Linked DNA regions of Mus musculus: region 1 is linked to region 2. Evidence: chromatin contacts called from public promoter capture Hi-C data. All regions are on one chromosome and are shown on one strand. Each heading gives the region's core, a stretch centred on a gene start, on an enhancer-like site or on the middle of the called end of the contact. The rest is flanking DNA. Distances are from core to core; before and after follow the strand shown. Region 1 holds the start of Gja4 (gap junction protein, alpha 4). Region 2 holds the start of Zmym4 (zinc finger, MYM-type 4).

Region 1 (3,459 bases), core at 549-3,048, 350 kb before region 2:
CCTCAGCTGCCCTAGACCCTGCCAATCCTAGGCCCCAACCTCCCTTGGCTTTTCTGCCCTCTCCTGGAACAGTGCAGATCCTTTCTGTCAGGCCTTGTGATGGTCTTGGTTGGATGGTAGGTAGGTTGGTCATACTTGGGACAACAAAGACAGAAACCTTGTGCCTGCACAAGCCTGGCATGGGCTCAACTGCTCAACTACACCGCCAAATTTCTTTCTTTCAACATTTTGAGGCAAGAGTCTTGCTAAATTGCTGACTGTCCTTGAACTCTCTCTCTCTCTCTCTCTCTCTCTCGCTCTCTTTCTCTCTCTCTCTCTCTCTCCCTCCTCCCTTCCTCCCTCCTTCCCTCCCTCCTCCTTCTCTTCTTCCCCTGCCTCTCCTCTCCCTGACAATGTCTCATGTACCACAGGCTGACCTCAAACTCACAAAGGAGAAGACAGCCTTGAACTTCTGACCTTCTTGCCTCTTCCTCCTCCTCCTCCCCCCCCCTCCTGTGAGGTTCCAGGCATGTGCCACCTGGTTTATGTGCCACCAGGGCTAGCTAGAACCTAAGGCTCTGTGAGTACTGAACAAGCACTCAACCAATATTTACACCCCAGCCCCATACCATTGACATTTTAATTCCTCAGCCTCATCTTTCCACAGAACTAGGATTACAGGCTGCCTGTACCACCATGCCTGTGTATTTGTGTTTTGTGGAGTTGGTTGTTTGCTTAGACAGGTTCCCACCATGTATCCCAGGTTGGCCTGAAACTCTTGCTCTGCCTCCTTCAGCCTCCCAAGCTCAGGGTTTACATCTCAGTGACTTCAGGTCCTCGCTCAAACCTTTAGAACCAATACAGCACACTGGGGGCTTTGGCAGGCCCTCCGAAGCAGGTATCCTTCCATCACTATTCGGTAGGGTCAGGGCAGAGGAGGGTAAGATTGACCCTCGTTGCTCTGACAAGCCTCATGGTTGGGTCCCCCAGCCTCTTCTGGGCGTTAGCACAAGAAACCAAACCTGGTGGCTCCAAGGTAGTGATGCTGTTCTGCACCGCCTGGCTTTCTCAACCCCTAACCACACCCCGTGATGCCCTGGATCCCACCTTTACACTTTTACTGTTACCCACGGGGCTTACCCTGCTCAATTTCTGCATCTAGTAAGGAGGGTAGGAAACCAGGCCTGGCAGGCTTATTGTGGCTTTCCCAGCTGCAGGCGGATTCTTAATCCCACACTCTTCGTTCACAGTGAAGCAGGGCTCTGCCTGCTTCCAAATTCCCCAGGAAGATCTTTCCTCTCTTTTAGAGGCATCGACTGGAACCCAGCTAAAGGACAGGAGCTTCCCTCCACTTCCACTCTCAGATCAAAGGACCCTAGAGCGTTCCTAAGTGACTTTTGATGGTATAGCCTGCCCAGGATTGGTGAAGTAGAGACCCCTAGATCAACCAGATTCTAGAAAGGGAGAATTCTCACCCCTCTCCAATGTGGGTCCAGTGGCCTCAGAAGCTGGGCACACGGATGAGTCTCCCTTCTTACCCCACCCACTCCTTACAGCCTCCGGACCAGGTGCCAGATCTGCCAGCTCCTCTCGCTTAAAAAAAAAATCGCCTTCACATCCTGCTGCGGACCTAGGGAGGGCACTGGACCTGGGGGGGGAGTGCAGTCTGGGATACCGGAGGGCGTCAGAGCAGAGAAACAAGACAGCTTCCATCTCTCGCAACCAAAGAAGCACAATCTGGGCGGGTCCTGGGAGTCTGTCCCTCCCAGGCCCCGCCTCCCTGCTCCCCAGAGCCCTCTGGCTGGCGTTTCCTGCCCTAAACCCGCAGCTGCGCGCTATTTAAGGCGTCCTGCGGGAGGCGCGGTCCTGCAGGATTCCCGCAGGCGCAGCTTCGGCCACGGTCGTCCCCTCTACCTGGGCCAGCCGGGCAAGCAGGCGGTGAGTTCGGGGGGCAGGGGAAACGGTTCACTCCACTGCGGGAGGGCTGAGGCTTGCTTGCCCCCCGGGGCGCCAGACGCGACTGAAGCCACCAGCGGCACTCACCTAGCCTGCCTTTAACCAGCCTCTTGTGTTTAGCTCCCTTCCCTTTTTTTTTCAATGAACCCTTAAGGAGAGACCGAGGGCGCCGGGAAGATTACTAATCCAAATCCCCAGGTGGTGAGAAGAAAGCAGTATTTGAATGTAGGTCTGGTAGTACCTGCTTTACTTCTGGAACAGCACCCACACCACACATCACCACGTTTTCACACACACCATGAGATGTTCTGGGAACGTTGGAACCTTCACCCAGCTATGGCCATTCCTTGCAAGGCTCTATCTAGAATGGCTGCAACAGCTTTGGAGGGAAGTGAGCTAGGACAGGCTCAGGTGTATTCACTAAAATCGCAGGTGGTCCTTTTGGTAGACAGGTGGACCAAATGCCCTGGGCTTCTGAGTCCCTCACCCCATCTTCCCTCACTCCCAGCCCCACCGGCAAGTGCAAAGATTCAAATGAGGCCCTCAACATTTTTAATGAGGCATGGAAGATGGGAACGGGACCCCTAATAACCATCTCTCCCCACCCCTGCTCTCTTGGGGGTTGCCAGCCTTGAACAAAAGGGAGGAAGGGCATGGCACAACTGTGTGTGACCTTGGATAAGTTCCTCAACTGTTCTGTTTCCATAGGAACCTCTATTCAATCCACATGTCTTCGGGTTGTGGTCACCCTGGGGCACTGGCCTGTGAAAGAAAGCACAATGTGTGGTTAGATTGGGACCCTAGCACAGGCGGACCTCCCAAGGGCTTACATCCCATGGACATATGTCTAGTGGGGGAGCTGAGAAAGGCTTTGTGCTGCCCTGCTGATGGCCCTCTGACCCTTGTCTCCCTGCAGAGAGAGGCCCTGGAAACATGGGCGACTGGGGCTTCCTGGAGAAGTTGCTAGACCAGGTCCAGGAACACTCGACCGTGGTGGGCAAGATCTGGTTAACGGTGCTCTTCATCTTCCGCATCCTCATCCTGGGGCTGGCTGGCGAGTCGGTGTGGGGCGACGAGCAGTCTGATTTTGAGTGTAACACAGCCCAGCCGGGCTGCACCAACGTCTGCTATGACCAGGCCTTCCCCATCTCCCACATCCGATACTGGGTGCTGCAGTTCCTCTTCGTCAGCACACCCACCCTGATCTACCTGGGCCACGTCATCTACCTGTCTCGGCGGGAAGAGCGGTTGCGGCAGAAAGAGGGAGAGCTCCGGGCGCTGCCATCCAAGGACCTACATGTAGAGCGGGCACTGGCTGCCATCGAACATCAGATGGCCAAGATCTCGGTGGCAGAGGACGGTCGTCTTCGGATTCGTGGGGCGCTCATGGGTACCTATGTGGTCAGCGTGCTGTGTAAGAGTGTGCTGGAGGCAGGCTTCCTCTATGGCCAGTGGCGCCTCTATGGCTGGACCATGGAGCCGGTGTTTGTGTGCCAGCGTGCGCCCTGCCCCCACATCGTGGAC
Region 2 (3,232 bases), core at 217-2,716:
TCTTAACCTTTCTATTTGTTTTTTGCTTTGGACATGTAAGGAAAGAGTCTAGGATATGAAAAAAAAAACATTATCTGGCAGAAGTGAACATGTTTCTTTTTGTTCTACCCATAAGTGAAACAAAAGATAACAGGCCCAAGGGAGAATCAAGGACCAGCATGGAAACTTTCAGCCATTTCAGTGTTCAGCCAATGTTCCTGGGTTCAAAGAGCTACTGACTTACACACAGAAGTACAGCTGTAGAGCAACTTTCACCCTGTGAGCAGAGGAGCTCTGGGTCCCCTTGTATTGCCATGGAGAATAACAACTCTTCAGAGACTTAAACATTTTTTTTAATTAGTTCTTTGGGGATTTCCTAGTATACCAGCAGTCCAAGCACTTGGTCAAGGCAGGAAGACCAGCAGTTTCAGGCCACTCTGGGTTACATAGCAACCTAGCTCCAACCAACCCAACTCCAACCAATCCAACTCCAACCAACCCAACTCCAACCAACCTAAACTAATTTCCTTGTATTTTTTACTATATGTCTGTCTGTTGTGCCTATGTCTTCATTAAGAATCCAAGAGGGGACTTCAGCTCTCATTATCTTTGGCTTCGTTGTGCTTCAGGGAAGATAGTGCCTACCCTTGGATTTCCTGCCTTGACAGTTCAAGCTCCTATTCTTTAAGTCAGACCCTCAAATTCCTTCAGTGGAGGCAAATGATGGCACACAGCAGTTGCAGGTCATCACCATGAAACTTCTCAGGAGAGCAGCCATGTTCTTGAACTATCAAGACTCTTGACATTTTATGTTCTTTTGCCTTGACGACAGTTTTGTGTGTTCAGAATCCTGGAGGAATGCAATTCCAGACTGTGTTCTAGCTCCTCACCAGCCACTCGATATCTTGAGGTAAATTAATTTATTTCAAATGACCATACTGGCAATGTTAACTTTGAAAGCAATGGAGTAGATGGTTTCTAAGATCCTTTTTCATTTTAGTATTCTAATGGCAAGCAGGTATTGAGGAAATTGTCTTCAGTTATTGGTTCTGCCTTCAACACTACCAGTGGATCTGGTTTTAAGGTTGGAAGTTGTTCCTTGAGAGTCGACGCCCTTTACTTGACAAGCTGTTGGTTTCTCCTTCAGATAACAGTCTTGTTTTCTTCTTGGTTGGGATTCTTCATGTTCATAGGGTCACTGAGAACTTTGGCTCATCAGGGTTCTCTCCTTTTGGCAATATCTCTGTAGTCAGGTGTAGGGTGGTGATGTGAACCCCTCACTGACATTTCACCAGATAGTCCTTCCATTAAGATCTTTCATTCTGACATCATCCCTTCGTCATGGTCCCTTTAAGGGAGCGGCCATAGTTGAGTGGTGGGAGCAGCTGCTGGCAGCAAAGAGACTAACAGGATTAGGCCTAGCCTGGGCCACTCACCGCGCACGCTCAGGACCGGGGGCTTGGTGGGAAAGGGAGGAGGGGCTTGTGGCGCGCCTGCGCATCAGGGGCGCGCGCAAGGGGCTGGTTTGGAGATCCCTTTAAGAAAACCACTGGCGGAGGAATTTCTCTGAGAGAAAATAATCCTCCTCACGGGGCCCCTTGGAGGCCATTAACCCCCCGAGTCCCGGCCCCCCTGCCCCGGCAGGCCCTTGCGCCCACGCGCCCGCCCGTGGGACCCCAGGAGCTGCGGCTAAGCGCGCGGGCCTCCGCCCCCCTCGTCACTCCCGCGCCAGGCCCGGCGGGGGCCGAGGGGGACCGAACCGCAGCGGGTGAAGCGCCGGTGTCTGCAGTGTGGGCGGGGGCCGAGAGGGGCCGCGGCCGCCGCGCCGGGAGCCGCCGCGGTTCCGAGCGGGGCCCAACATGGCGGAGCGGGAGGTGGAGACCGGCCCCCGAAAGAGGGTAGGTGAGGTGAGGCCGCGGGCCGTCTGCGGGCTGCGGGCTGCGGGCAGGCGGGCGGGCGGGCGGGCGGGGGGCGGGGCGCGGCCGGCCCCGAGCAGCCCGGAGCTCACGGGTGGCGCGGTGGTCGACGGCCGGAGGGAGGGGCGGCCCGAGGCGGCACCGGGGTCCCCTCGGCAGGTGGGACAAAGCTCGGTGGCCGGCGGGGAGGGGGAGGGGCGGGGGCCGTGGTCCGCTTGGCTCCCCTCCCTTTGCCGGCGTGTGGGTGGTGGTGCGTATTCGGGGGGGGGGGGAGCCTGGGAGACGCAAGGTGTCAGACTCCGCTTCTGCATCCTCGAGGAAAAGGGAGTCTATGGAAGTTTCTCTGGGGAGAGGTCAGGTGGGGGTAGAGGTGGCGGGAAGAAGTCGTGGAGGATTGGTCGTTTCCTGAGGAGTAACCGGGAGGGTGCTGCGGGAACCCCGGAGCCAATTCATCTTCCTGCCTCCACTCCCCTCCCCCTTGACCGTTATCAAGCCCCAAAGTGGACATGGTGCTCTCTTCACCTTAGAAGAAGTGGGGTTGTCGTCTTGAAGTTGGGGGAATGTGTTCTGATAGCCACGGATGTGTTATAGTCTAGCATTCTTTACCTGCAGTTAGTAACGTGGAAGAGTGACAAGTTTTGTCCTTAGGATGTACCCAGCCAGCCTTGCCTGCCCTAGGTAAAGCCTTGTCTACACAGGAGTTGTAAGCCGTTTAAAAGTTTGTCTTGAAACTTTTTTTATTTTTAATTTAGTTGTGATTCATTTTCTTCAGATGGAGAACAATACTATCCACTGAGTAATGTTTTTCAAGGCTTTTTTTTTAAACTTCCCCTCACCCAGCATGTTAAGCATCAAGTTTGTTAAGTTTCCTATCAGGAGTTTTCCTTTTGGAAATGGTCTCCAAATGATGAGTTAGTTGTTAAACCAAGCTGCTTAAAACATGAATCTTAACCAAAAATGCTTTTTCATTCAGCATAAATGTCTATTCAAAGATGCATACTGTTAACATCCTGAGTGCTGACTGTGTGCCTGACATTGCACGAAGTGCTTTGTGAAGAGTTCAACCTCACAGTAACTATGCAGCCCATTTGTGGCTGAAATGTAGATTTATTTCCTATCTTACATAATTAAGTTTGCAAAGTCCAGAGTTTTGATCCGAGATTTGAAAACAGGTTTGCAAATGCTTGTGTTGGTTGCATTTAAGGTTTTTTTTTTTTTTTAATTCTTCTAGTCCTGTCATTGGATCCTGGGCCTTAACATCTGATAGACAAGCCTATACCACTGAGGTAGACTCCTAGCCTGAGGAGTTTCTCTTTTTAAAAATGTAAATGATGTTT

The links. Capture Hi-C pulls out chosen DNA fragments and counts their contacts.
Region 1: a contact with region 2 is called in a promoter capture Hi-C map of adipose tissue. The contact joins the promoter of Gja4 here to the promoter of Zmym4 in region 2. A contact is called at or near these places in 1 of 39 promoter capture datasets (hippocampal neurons), 1 of 484 Hi-C or Micro-C datasets (embryonic stem cells), 1 of 115 datasets of contacts at active chromatin or transcription factors (pancreatic cancer cells) and 1 of 9 other capture datasets (adipose tissue).

Annotation. Positions count from the first base shown.
Region 1 is chr4:127,312,378-127,315,836 of GRCm38.p6, reverse strand. It overlaps Gja4 (gap junction protein, alpha 4), which reads left to right and starts at 1,798. Exons shown (of 2, transcript NM_008120.3): 1 at 1,798-1,917; 2 at 2,852-3,459. The coding sequence starts at 2,869.
Region 2 is chr4:126,966,461-126,969,692 of GRCm38.p6, reverse strand. It overlaps Zmym4 (zinc finger, MYM-type 4), which reads left to right and starts at 1,466. Exons shown (of 30, transcript NM_001114399.2): 1 at 1,466-1,877. The coding sequence starts at 1,839.